2 separate regions of the Mus musculus genome follow, and region 2 is linked to region 1. A link is a contact called in public Hi-C data. All regions are on one chromosome and are shown on one strand. Each heading gives the region's core, a stretch centred on a gene start, on an enhancer-like site or on the middle of the called end of the contact. The rest is flanking DNA. Distances are from core to core; before and after follow the strand shown.

Region 1 (2,970 bases), core at 253-2,752:
CTGAAGGCTGAATTATAGGCAGCTAGGAGCTTGGTAGACATGCAGGTTCCTGGGCCTATTCATCTGGTGGGAACCACACCATGGATCCAGCAATTGCACGTTTAGGATCTCGCTGGGGAATTCTGATGACTCTCTTGAAAGCCTCTCCTTGCTGGGCTGAGGTTTTGACACTGAATTTTGTGTAGGCTAGCTCCACCCAAGCCCAGTCCCACAGTTTATTGCCCATTCCTTGCTTTTTCTTTCAGTTTCTTTTCTTTTTTAATATTTATTTTTTTATGTGCATTGGTGTTTTGCCTGCATGCAAGTTTGTGTGTGGGTGTCAGATCTTGGAGTTACAGACAGTTGTGAGCTGCCATGTGGCGGCTGGGAGTTGATCCCAGGTCCTCTGGAAGCTCAATCAGTGCTTTTAACCACTGAGCCGTTTCTCCAGCCCTCTTCCTTGCTTTTTCTTGGCTTCATGGTTTTTTAAAATTTGTTTTAAAAATAGTAGGGTTTTTTGTTTGTTTGTTTGAATATGGTATATTGTGGTAGGAGTTCTCTCCCTCATTTATTCCCAGATCTTCCCCACCTCCCCACCCATTCAACTCTAGACTCACTCTATCTGTCTGTCTGATACACGCACACACACACACACACAGAGAGAGAGAGAGAGAGAGAGAGAGAGAGAGAGAGAGAGAGAGAGAAAGAGAGAGGAAGAGAGAGAGAGAAAGACTGTCTTCAGGCCAATGCTGGCTGTGAGTTAAGAGCAGAAACACACTTCACTTGAGACAGGGGTTTGCCAATCTGTAGTAAATATCCATGAATCTTGGGCTGTAGGTATGAGCTCCATGAGGAGGGGCTGAGGCACTGGTCCATGGAGAGCGTGTCTCTGTCTGTAGCCATCCTTCATTTGTTTTCTTTTTTAAAAATATTATTTCTTTATTGTTATTTATATGAGTACACTGTAGCTATCTTCAGGCACACACCAGAAGAGGGCATCAGATCCCATTACAGATGGTTATGAGCCACCATGTAGTTGCTGGGAATTGAACTCAGGACCTCTGGAAGAGCAGTCGGTGCTCTTACCTGCTGAGCCATCTCTTCAGCCCTTATTTTCCTTTTTGAGATGGAGTGAAAGGGGACTCGGGCAGGGTGACCAAACTTTCTCCATCTTAAGCAAGTGTTTACTACGTAGTTGGTGACTCCGTGCTTTCCACCCTAACCACCCCATTTACAAAAGAGAATACTGTTAGAAAAGAAGCCATGTGAGCACTTTACAGACACACATCATTGAAGATCAACCAAGTTCACTTTGTGAAAAATAACAGAGGTAACCTGGAGTGTCTCTGCCTTCCTGGCTACAAGTCAAATGTGGACATGAGTGTACAGACGAGAAAATGTCCCATCTAGAGCCATTGAAAAGCCAGGAAGAAAGCTAGAACCCCTGAGACCACAGTCTTCCTTTGGAGGCACAATGGCAGCATTTCATCTGAAGGATGAGTCACCTCCCACTCTCCCTCCTCTTTTTCCCCAGAGGCCAAGTCCAGAGAGAGGAACTCCAGATGGTTCACCCACAAGTAGGTCTTCTTGGATGCTTCCGGAAGGATTAATTAGTCATCACCAAAAGTCTGAAGACCAAATCAAGAGGCAATATGGCAATGAGGGGGAGAGGGCGGGCAAGAGCTGCCTGCCAATGCGGCGAGCACAGAAGGACCTGTGGACCACACAGATGGCATGCCACTCAAGATGGCTGAGGCCTGTCATGGCAAGGACTGACCTGTTGTGTGCAAGGCTCCAGCTCTGTGATTCACAGTCTGCCTGCATGCTAACATCATCTGGGAGTTTTAAACTGGATGATACCTGTCAGCCCTGGATTCTGATTTCAGCGATATGCTGGAGCCCTGGGCCAACAGTCCTTTTTCAAGCTCCCTGGATGATGTCAATGTCTGTGCAGGGTGGAAGGATTCTGTATAGCCATTTATTTGGATTCATTTGCCATTTATTTGGATTTCAGCCAAACCTTGCTGTATGTCTGCAGTGGCTTGTGATCTGTATTCTCAGTACCAGAAAACTCAGGGCAATCTAAACTGGAAAGACCCAAGGATCTAAGGAGTTCAGTGGTTTGAGTGAAAAGTTCAGGTCTGCTATCTGTCAGCTGTGCGATTCCGGAAAGTCTCCGAAGTCCCTCAGGTCTCAGATTCTTCCCCCCTAAAGCACATGGTAACTCACGGTATGGGGAGCCATGTTTAGAATCCCATCACTCTGGAAGCTGAGGGAGATTCCAGAGTTCCAGGTGAGCCTGTGCTGCAAAATGAGATCCTGTCTCAAAACAAACAAAACAAAAATAAAACTCTTTGGTTTTATTTGGGCCCTGAGATGAAACTGAGGAAATCTGGCGTAAATCCTCAGCCTTGGGAGAGTTTAGGGTTCATGTCAAGACAAAGAACTACATCCAGAGTGAGTTCACCTTCCACCCGAGGGGACCTGTGCTATCAAGGCAACTTGTGCTCAGCTAGTTAGCATGGAAAGTTCTGAAGGTTTTCTTATCCAGTGCCTTGCTCCTCTGTCCTGTCTCCTGAGATCTCCACAGTCCACTCCCACTGCGGCCGTGGCCTGACCTCTTTCTCATCCCCTCCCCCATCCACTACCCTACCCTCAGTTACTTATTGTCTGAGTTATGGTTGGGGACTGCCTCTGCTCACACCATCAGACAAGACAACTTCGTAGTGTTTCTTCATTGCCACATACACGGATTGTTCCCGCTACTGTGTCCAACCTTCTCTGGGTCTCTGGTCAAGTCTTAATCTCTTGTTCCACTCCCCAGCTGTAGAAAACAAACAAGGGCCAGGGCTCCACTCACATCATCTGCATCGGCAAAGCAGCCTGCAAGCAGGCACTATGCCCCTCCACATGCCCAGCATCCGAGGCCCCAGAGCTTGGCGCGCTGAGAGCCTAATGTCAGGGCTGAAGGCTGGGCTCAACCGGTTCGGA
Region 2 (2,970 bases), core at 162-2,661, 220 kb after region 1:
AGGCATATCAGAATAGACTACATTTCTCAGAAACCTTTGCAGCTAGCTGTGTCCGTAAAAATCAGTTCTGCCCTGTGGAAATGCCTGAGAAGAGCACCAAGCCCAGCACTGGGATCTTTCTGTGAGATTTTCCACTTTTCACAAGTGTCCCTGTCTGAAGGTGTGCAGCTGTTTCCTGCTGCTGCTGCCCAGAATGCAGACATACTGTCTGGACCACAAGAGTCACCTTAGATAAGGAAGCAGAAACCACACGTTGGTGTCAGAGCATCAGAGAAGACAGCGTACCAGCTCTGGGCAGCTCACTACCAGGCTCCACTTAGGTGACATAAACTCTCGTTTAAGTCATTGTCATCTTGTATATTAATCTTTTGTTTTGTTTTTTTGAAACTGGGTTTCTTTGTGTAGCCTTGGCTATCATGGAACTCACTTTGTAGACCAGGCTGGCCTCAAACTCAGAAATCCACCTGCCTCTGCCTCCCGAGTTCTGGGATTAAAGGCGTGCGCCACCACTGCCCGGCTTGTATATTAATCTTATCCCAGTCTGGTCCTACCTGATAGACTTGTGTACATTTAATACATATAAAAGGGAAGACAGAAGCATATCTTACTAAAAGTTATGCTAGAAAAACTTCAGAAATTCTATTATATTTTGCACTTGACTCGACAGTCTCACAAACCTCTGAGATCTGAGGTTCCATCTTCCTTTGTCCACTTTAGAGTAATCTCTTCTTGTCACTACAGCCCTTGTTCTGTGAATCCTGTAAATCTAGTTACATTTGCGAAGTTATTTGACTCTTCTCCTCTAAATATACTTTGCTTTCTGAGGCAGGGACCCAAAAAATGTTCTTTGAATCACCTAGCACTGCCAGGACAGAATTCCTTTCAGGCTGAGCCTTGGCTAACTCTCCTGGCCTGGGTCCATCTATAGACGCTGGCCAAGGAGAGTTGGATGAGTTGGAAAGACACTGTGTGAGCTGGGCCCACAGATGTGCTGGGAACTGTGCAGATGCTGCTGTTAGGTGGGCCCACTCACCAACCTCTCACAGCAGGCTGACATGTGACTATGCCCTAACTGGTCACAAGGCCAGAGGGAAGAGAGAAGGCCAGGAGAAAAGCAGAGCTTCCCCCTCCAAAAGCTTTGCCCGGGCATGGCCTTTCTATAGGAAGGAACTGTCAGGGTGCCGTAGCCACCACTCCTCATTAGAGATGCTCAGAGTGTAACCATTACCAGAATTCTGAGGCTGAGGGTCCATCCACACCACCCTACCCACATTCTGCCTGTGCTCAGGAAAGCGAGATCTCCCCCTCCCCCCACCTAGTCCCTTCAGCATCAGGACAAATCCATACTCCCTCTCCACCCCCGTTAAGCATCGTGTCCTGCTGTATCACAGCTTCTAAATCCCTGACTCATGCCAGCCTCAGAGTTTAGAGAAGAGGTTATCCAAGTGCTGTGGGCTGCATGCTCTTCCGCACCCCCGGCCCTGCCACACACACTCAGCTATTTAATTATAGCACCTCTGCAGGGCAGAGGGGATAGGGAAGGAAGGGGCTAGGAAGAGAGAGAAGGTTCCTGAAACTAGAGGACCTTGAGGGACGTTTGGCACGATCTCATTGTGAAAGCAATGTATGATGTGGCCATTAACCCCTAGAGCAGGCAAGTGGTAAGTGGGGCAGGTCCTGGAGCCTGGCTAAGGATGCGCACGCAGCTAGGAGGCGAAGCATCGAGGCTGCGCCAAGCCCCCCTCAGTTTCATCTGTTCTCCTACACATCTAAGTAACCAGGCTATCATGTGATCCTCCGGTAACTATGGCAACGAGGTCTGTCTCGTGGAATGTGTGGTGAGAAATCTCACAGAAAGATCCCAGTACTGGGCTCGGTGCTGTGCCCAAGAGTAGCTCCCTTCCACTAGATCTGAACTCTGGGGCTGCAGGGGCACCGGGTGATAGCGGAGATGGTAACAATACGATTCTGAGCAGCTCTCTGCTGAGCTGGAGACATTGATTCTTCCTGTACTCCTGATACTTGCCTCCCCTATTTTGGACCAATCCCTGAAGACGAGAGACAAAAATAACCCTCTCCCAAGGAGACCATGCTAATGCACACTCCGTGCCTTTGGAGATGGGGCTCTATAGTGAGACACCCACTCCAGCATCTCAGACTGATGAGGGAAAGCACTCAGCGGTGCCAGGGGGTCAGCATTCTGCCTCTGCCAGGAGAAGCTGCAGAGAAGTAGGCTGCACAATGGGAGGCTGTGTTAGCATCGAGTAGACTCTCGAACCCGATGGCTCTGCAGCTCATAGGCACAGCCAGGCGGAAATGTTTGCAAATGAAGGGCATGGTTATAATATGGTGAAACACACGTCAGAGGATTCAGCGTGCAGCAGATGAGCGGCTCCTGAATAGCCATGCATGTAGCAGTCTGAGTGGCGCCGTTGCTGCCAGCCATGGGGAGACAAGCTGTGCAGGCTGCCCTTTCAGAAGGATGCTGCAGCGGATTCGACTGCTGCGTCTGACCTTGAATGAGTTAGTCTTTTCAGGTGTCAATTTCTCCATCATTGGAAGAGGCAGGGTAATCGTTGTGTAGCCTTCTTGGACTTTGGCTGCAATCATGTTTGATAACATGGAAAAGTACAAGGTACTAATAACACAAGAAAATACTTCAAAATGGGCATTGTTGTAAGTCTTTCCTCCTCTTCCTTCCCCTCCTTCCCCTCCTTTTTCCTCCCACTCTCATCCTTCCTGCCTCTCTTCTTCCATCCTCCCTCCCCACTCCTCCTCCCCTCTTCCTCCTTCCTCCCCCCTCCTTCCTCCATCCTCCCCTCATCCTCCCTCCTCTACTTTCCCTTTTCCTCCTGATTTTTGTTCATCTCAGAGGTATTTATTCTTAAAGGACTCAGCAGGCTGGATGAGTAAGGATGAGAGCTACAACAGTGTGAAGCCATTGTGGCTTCATATAGCCTGGAGTATGTG

The links. A called contact is a pair of places that touch in the nucleus more often than the background predicts.
Region 2: a contact with region 1 is called in a Hi-C map of cerebral cortex, with 4 times the contacts expected there. The contact joins two enhancer-like sites. A contact is called at or near these places in 1 of 484 Hi-C or Micro-C datasets (cerebral cortex), 8 of 115 datasets of contacts at active chromatin or transcription factors (craniofacial prominence, embryonic forebrain, embryonic hindbrain and 4 more) and 1 of 9 other capture datasets (embryonic stem cells).

The regions. Positions count from the first base shown.
Region 1 is chr15:36,741,354-36,744,323 of GRCm38.p6, forward strand. No RefSeq gene overlaps it. Among named protein-coding and RNA genes, the nearest start is that of Gm41297, 15 kb to the left of the region's middle. Within about 2 kb of position 1,503, at least 40 of the 459 cell types and tissues checked have an H3K27ac peak or open chromatin away from gene starts, as enhancers often do. A contact at or near this core is called in cerebral cortex and forebrain, where this site is marked.
Region 2 is chr15:36,965,735-36,968,704 of GRCm38.p6, forward strand. No RefSeq gene overlaps it. Among named protein-coding and RNA genes, the nearest start is that of Gm34590, 29 kb to the left of the region's middle. Within about 2 kb of position 1,412, at least 150 of the 459 cell types and tissues checked have an H3K27ac peak or open chromatin away from gene starts, as enhancers often do. A contact at or near this core is called in cerebral cortex and forebrain, where this site is marked.